2 separate regions of the Anser cygnoides genome follow, and region 2 is linked to region 1. A link is a contact called in public Hi-C data. All regions are on one chromosome and are shown on one strand. Each heading gives the region's core, a stretch centred on a gene start, on an enhancer-like site or on the middle of the called end of the contact. The rest is flanking DNA. Distances are from core to core; before and after follow the strand shown.

Region 1 (3,332 bases), core at 516-3,015:
TCCTTCTCCTCTTTACACAGATAAACAGTTTTAATTCTCATAGTCTTCAAGGCAGCCAGATGGAAAAACAGTATTGATTTCTTGTCTGAACCCCTGCAAGCCAGCACTTGGATCTAATGAGCTAAAAAGGCAGACATCCCGACCCATGGTTAAGTACTGCCGTCTGTAGCACACAGCATTTCCTCAACGAACAAGGAAAGTAGTTAAGGCTGGGGTCTGGAAATCTCTGATCTATCTTTTACGAACTAAAACCATGTTCTTAAATTAACTGGTTCCCATTTTCTCTGGGAGTTTCACTTGCATCACTTCATTGTGCATTTCTTAGGGTTCAGACAGCCTGAATCAAACCCCCCTGGGACCATCATCTTGGCAATGCCCAACCAGCAGAACGAAGGTACCACTGGAGCTAGCCCGTATCAGGGACACCACAACCAGGGCAGAGCCCACAGCAAGTAGCAGAAGGAAGGCACCTCTTTTTAAGAAAAGTATCACCTCCAACTTGAAAGTGTTGCCTGCTGGCAGGTGGGGTTATGTACCTTGCGTTTAAAGGTACTGTGAAAGAAGCTAGAGGACCTGTTCTCCACATCCCCTGACCATCAGCAGAAAGAGCCTTTGAAGAGCCTGAAGCGGTTGTACTCATGAGAACACTTGGGAACGCTTCCCAGGTTGTTTGGGGTTTTTGATTTTCTAAACACTGACGAAACTCACTGTAGCTTCCAACTGAGAAAATTAAGATAGAAACAAGGATAAGAAGCTAGAACAAAGCTAAATATAGGTATAGTTACCTGATGCTTTAGATAACTGGTGAGTCATTCAAGTACTTGCACTAGAATTAAAGCATTTGAAAATTAAAGGGTGCTGGTGCTCAATCTATAGAAGAATGGAAAGCTATATTACATGCATAGCCAGGCTTCACCTTACAGGCCTTAGTGCTTCTCAAGATTACCCGTATTTTATGCTACAAGACAAATCCATTTTGTTCTTTACACAAAGTTCTTTAACACAAGGAGTACCATTAATTTGAAGAGACTCAAAATATTAAGCTAACGAGATATGAAGTAATCATCATCCAGGACTCTATATAAACACTTTCTTCTGCTTCCCTTAACACTGAAATTTAAAACCTTGCCTGTGACTAAAGTAGGTGAGTAAGAGAACTAACTTGGCAAAGATCATAAGCAATCATTCAAGAAAAATGTGATCTAATACTTGTAATTTGAAATTATCTTGCAATCTGACTTACAAAATAAAGAAAACAAAAATATCATTCAGATGAGTCAACATTTTCATTACAGGCTGCCTATCATAGTGAAAACTCAAGTGAACGAGCATTGCAAAAGAACGTGTTCTTATAGAAATGGGTTATCAAGATGTAACTTGAAACAGTCACAAATTAAGCATGGGGTATATAGGTTTATCCATTCCTTTGAACCTATCTGGTCTTATTAGTAGAACACCGAGGAGAAAGACAATGTAAATATTAGAAAGCTCAACAGAGGACAAAACCCCTGCAGGAATAATCCACAGGTAACAGAAAACTTCATCTAGAATTGATGTGAATATATCAAGCTTGGATATGAGAATAATTAAGTTTTAATGCCAAGCAATTCTGGGCAGAGATAACTTAAATCACACTGAAGTGACTGAATAGTTTTTGGCTGAGGTCACTTATCTAAGGCTTGCTCTCTGCTTAAACAGTTCACCAGAGTGCTTCTTATCACATACTGTTCGTGTGACACATGAGAAAATACTTTCACTCCTCTGGAGGCTTACAGCACCTAATCTAATATAAGTTACAAATTGTGGCTGCGGCAGGCAGCAGCACTAAGAGAGAGTGAGTCATTTTTTATTTTTTTTTTATTTTTAAGCACTATTAAACAGATCTATGCATAAACACGTCTCTTCCTTGAAAACACCTTATAGATCAGAAAATTATTTTGAAGATGTTGGCATGTACAAACCAGGGAAGGCTGATTTAGGTGGCAGATTATGCATTTATCTAGCATAAGCATTTATGCTTATTAAGTCCATTAAGAACCCTGTTATTAAGGAGTTTATTAACTGCTAGGATAACAAGCTCTTCTAATGCAACGGCAGGAGGACTCGGGGACAATGATGAAAAATGAAGTCAACTACCACTGAGTTCAATGAAAAAATGATTTTCTATTCTTTGCATGCTACAGAATTCATACAAATCAGACAGCCTGGTACTAGGTTCTTGGGAAAAAAATAAGCAGGGTTTATTTTCATTCAACACAACGTCTAAGAAACTCCAAAAAAATCAAAACAATTAAAAATATACCAAGATGAAGCAAACTATTTCAACAGGCCTGAGTGGAAACATTTTGTCTTATCACACAGCAGGTAATTCTGGATGACTTACCATGATAAGCACCATGACATCAGCAGCCCTACAGAAGAATAAGGCCTATCTCGACAAGCTACGTTCGGTGGAATAATGCTACTTCTGGCAAGCTGGGCAACAGCCCCAGAACTGGCAACCACGGTTGTAAAATTGCAGTAAGTCCACTTAAGACTCCCTATGTAACATGTATGGAGAGCTTTCCTCCTCCATGAGGAGCTCCTTCCAGAGCAGAGAACGAGGAACCCCAGCTTTCTGAGCAGCTCAATGCCCCATATTGATACAGGTCAGCACTAACCAGGGCTAAGTGAAAAATCCACAGCAGGCATTTAATGCTTGAGATTAGCACACAATTGATTAACGTGACCTACTGGCCCCATTTTTGTTTGTTTGTGGTTTTTTGGTTTTTACATCAAGTCCATTATGCGACTAAGTCTGGTAGATGCAATAGTAGGGTTATGCCACCTAATGCCTTAAATCCGTAAACTTTCCCACTCTGGCATAGCCCCCAAAAGATTATGGTTTTAAAAAAAAATATTTGATTCACCACAGAAGTTAAATTCCTTTACAATGGAGATAACATTCACTGTGTTCAAAAAAAGAGAGGGAGAGGAAGCTAATTAGTCCTCCTTTTAAAATTCTCACAAACTCCAGAATTTTATTTTGTTTATTGCTCTTTCAGGGAAGTAATAAAATCATATACCTAGTATTTTAATATTGTGTTTCTGCAACCATTGTAACTGACAAGTTTCATCATCTCCGAAAATGTATCCACTAAGGAAACAACATGAACTTCTGGTTAGCTTGTTCATTTACTAGGGGAGTGCCATGGGTGGAAGATTTGTGCATCTCTTATGACAATAAATACTACAATAGTCAAGCTGAAGAAAAAAGCTTCAGAAAAATAGAGCTTATAACTCATCCTGAGTCATTTCTGCATATCAGCAGGGACTAGTCTATAGTAGCCAGG
Region 2 (3,340 bases), core at 766-3,265, 210 kb before region 1:
TAGCAAAACTCAACATATATTAGCTCCCCAAACACTTCAGAAAGCACTCCAGCAGCTTACCCCACCGCTCTGGCACCGCCGCCCAGGCCACCTCCCTTCCCCAGCTGGAAGCTTCCAAATCCAACCGTCTGTCACGGCCACCAAGGAGCTGCCCTGCCAGCTCCCTCCTTAAAATCTCACTGGTTACTATTTCTGGTTTTTCAATAAATAGCCAGAATAACGGTCACCCCTGTCACTGCATTCAGTGAGCCTGTCTCTCTGCATACCAGCTTTGTTGCTTTTACATCAGCAAGGAGCTTTTTCAATTTCCGCGCAGGCAGTTGTAACACCGAAGTACACGTCTAACCACTCATTAGGTAACGTGAGACGCCCCAAAATACCCTATTTAGTTTAAAATATGACTGTTTAGCAACAATCGTCACTGTCGGGGACTGCCAGTAATCTCAGGAAGAATCCGTCCATGACTCACAACAAAAACAGACTTGAACACGAAGTTTGAACAGCCATGGCTTTCTGCAGGATCTGGGGAGTGGTAACCACAAAGCGGAGAGGAAGGGAGGTGGGCGACTCCCCAGTCTACACCGACACCGAACTATTTGCCCTGATTGTTTACAGGCTCCTACATCCTGTGGAGGACACACATAGTAGTAACCTGAAGCTTCCAGGAAAGCAGAAATGAAAGCAAAAGGAGAAAGTGCCAGTTTCCGAGTACCCTCAAGCTCAGAAACCCAGCTGCCAGCCCCGCCAGCAGGTTGTCTCACCAAGAGGATCCTATTTACCAAGGGAAGTGCCTGACCACTGGGCAGAGACCATAGACACAGGCAGCACTCGTGACAATCTTGGGCTATCAGCAGGAAGTTTTGTATGTAGGAGCTGGCTCTTACTACACACAGTGGTTCGACTGGAAGATGACGGGCTTCCCGACATTGGTTGGGTCGGAAACAACAGAGCTGGATGTAGGCTAAGAGCCAACCGAAGTCTGACCTGTCCGTGGCAACTGCTGTCTCTGAAAGTGGCAGCAGACGGTATTTGGAGGGGGTAAAAGGGAAGGAATAAAAGCATTTTATACCTGTAGAGAGATTATACCAGGCCACAAAACCAGCATCTACGGTATTGGTTTTGGCTTCCCGAACAGCTAGAAAGCCATGAGATGAAGTTTTGTCTTTAAAGGACAAAACCTCCCGAAGGTCGAGCTGAGACAGCACGAACACAGGAACTGTTTTGCAAGAGGTGTCCTCCAATAAAAGAGGAAAAAAAAAAAAAGTGTTTTTTTTCTGATACTATCTAATCGGCCTCTGAGCATTCGCTCTTGCTATGCACTTTGCTCAGAAATCTGCTGCCTCCATTTCAGACCTGAAGAAGGGCTCACTCGCCCCAAAAGGCACAACACACCCACACCAGCTCTGCAACATTATGCAGCCCTAAAAAGAAGGCCCTAAAAAGCCCTAAAACCCTAAAAAGAAGGCAGTACAGACCCCAAACCCCCTCTCCCCCAATCCCAAAACACTGAGAGGACGCCAGCGCACACAGACTTTATTTATTCGCGCTTTTCCTTCCACGGCGACCAGCGGAGCCCGGTGCGGGAGGCAGCCCCGGGAGGGAGGGAGGGAGGGACGGAGCCGGCCGCCCCCCGGCACCGGGCGCGCCGCGGCCCCACGAAATGGCTGCTCGGCGGCTCCTCCGCGCCGGGCACGGAGCGACGGCCGCGCAGCCTCTGCGGGCGAAGCCCTTCCTTCCCTCCTTCCCCCGATACCGCCGCGCCCCTTCCCCCTCTTCCTCCCCCCTTACGCTCCCCACAAGCCGCCCCGTGCCCAAGTACAAAGAGGAGCGAAGACCCCCGACCCCCCCCCCCCCCCCCTACCTCCGGCCCGGGCGGCTGCCCTCGGTCGCGGCCCTCAGCGCAGGGACGAGCGGCGGCACCAGCGGCTCCGGCAGCTCCCGGCGGCGCCGCTATGAGGGGAGCGGGGGCGGCGGCGAAGCTGGCCCGGCCCCGCGCATGCTCCGGCGGCGGAGAGAAGGGGCCGGGCCCCGGCCGCCGGGCGGCGGTGGTGGCCGGAGGGGGGGAGCCCGGGGCTGGGGGTGGCCCGGCCCCCCACGGGGAAGGGGTCCCGGCCATCGGTGCTTTGCCCTTGTCCCTCGTTACATGCGGTGCCTTGCCCGCGGCGTGTTGCACATCTTACTGCCTTCTCATCGCTTGGTTGCCTTGAGGAAAGGCTCGTTTTCGTTTTATATCCATTGTCCTTTTTAAAATCAAATTCTTCCTGCTGCGTCGTTTCGGTTACTGATTTATTTATTTTTAATCTCGTCTTGTTTTCCCTTCCCTCGTCATGCATTCGTAAGTCCTGACGTCGCAGAGCCTGCCGTGACCACATCACCTGGCCTGCGGCTCACCGCCCAACGCAGGGCTTCCCACAGCTCGGCTGGAGAAACTCCCCTAGAGAAACCATCACGTAAAGAACACCCAACACAGAGAAATTTTATACGGCTTTTATACTTAATTATCATAATTCTTACGCATTTGCCATGCTTCTAGTATTAACTTGGCTACTGTCAATTCTCAGTCTTTAAAATCTTTCTTCACTGGACTGCCCGATGGTGAAGTTTGTTCACCATACAGTTAGTTAAATATGCTGAGTGCCCTAAAGCTTCCCTTAAACTAAATAAACTTGAGCATTCAACAATGTTGTTTAACAGCTCACCAGCCCCAAGGGAGATCTGTTCCCACCTCCAGTCCCTTTCTCCTGCCCTGTAGTTGCTGGCTGGTCCTCAGCCAGTCCCAGCAATTGTCAGGCTCTTCTGTGGGACACTTTAAACTCACTGCTCCAGCACAACGCTAATCCACCCAAAAAAAAAAAAAAATAATATTTTTCTGCTGGGCTGGTGTGCTAAACTAGCAACAACAGGATTTCGTGAGCACCAGCGCCAGCCAGAGCAAGGGAAGGGAGGGTGTGGCTAGGAACAGGGGAAAGGAGGAGGAGGAAGAAATGGGATTGAGAGGGAAGGGATTCCCTTCCTTCTGGCACTAACAGGCTATTTCGTCATTTGACCTACCTGTGCAATTAAAACCTTAATTAACGCTAAACGGAGATTTTTGTTGCAATGTGTGTTTTCCAGTCCTCATAAGTGAAGTGGAAAGTTTACAAGATTTATACCTCAAAAAGGGGTTTAATTCTTCATCCTGCAATGAGCCACATGCAGTGAAGCCCTGTACCCACCCTGGAGAATCCATACCATGGTAGTGCCCTTGTAGCATGGAGATGGCAGATATACCACTGACTGCTGTCCAGGCGATGCAGTTCTGCTGGTTATTGGTTCTGACCATGGAAGGGCAATATTTTGT

What was found. A called contact is a pair of places that touch in the nucleus more often than the background predicts.
Region 2: a contact with region 1 is called in a Hi-C map of granulosa cells, with 1.5 times the contacts expected there. The contact joins the promoter of SDCBP here to the enhancer-like site in region 1. A contact is called at or near these places in 2 of 7 Hi-C or Micro-C datasets (granulosa cells and liver).

The regions. Positions count from the first base shown.
Region 1 is chr2:123,683,559-123,686,890 of Taihu_goose_T2T_genome, reverse strand. The region is part of intron 2 of FAM110B (family with sequence similarity 110 member B); the gene reads right to left. Among named protein-coding and RNA genes, the nearest start is that of FAM110B, 41 kb to the right of the region's middle. Within about 2 kb of position 1,765, at least 1 of the 3 cell types and tissues checked has open chromatin away from gene starts, as enhancers often do.
Region 2 is chr2:123,893,214-123,896,553 of Taihu_goose_T2T_genome, reverse strand. SDCBP (syndecan binding protein) reads right to left here and starts at 2,015. Exons shown (of 9, transcript XM_048072393.2): 1 at 1,862-2,015.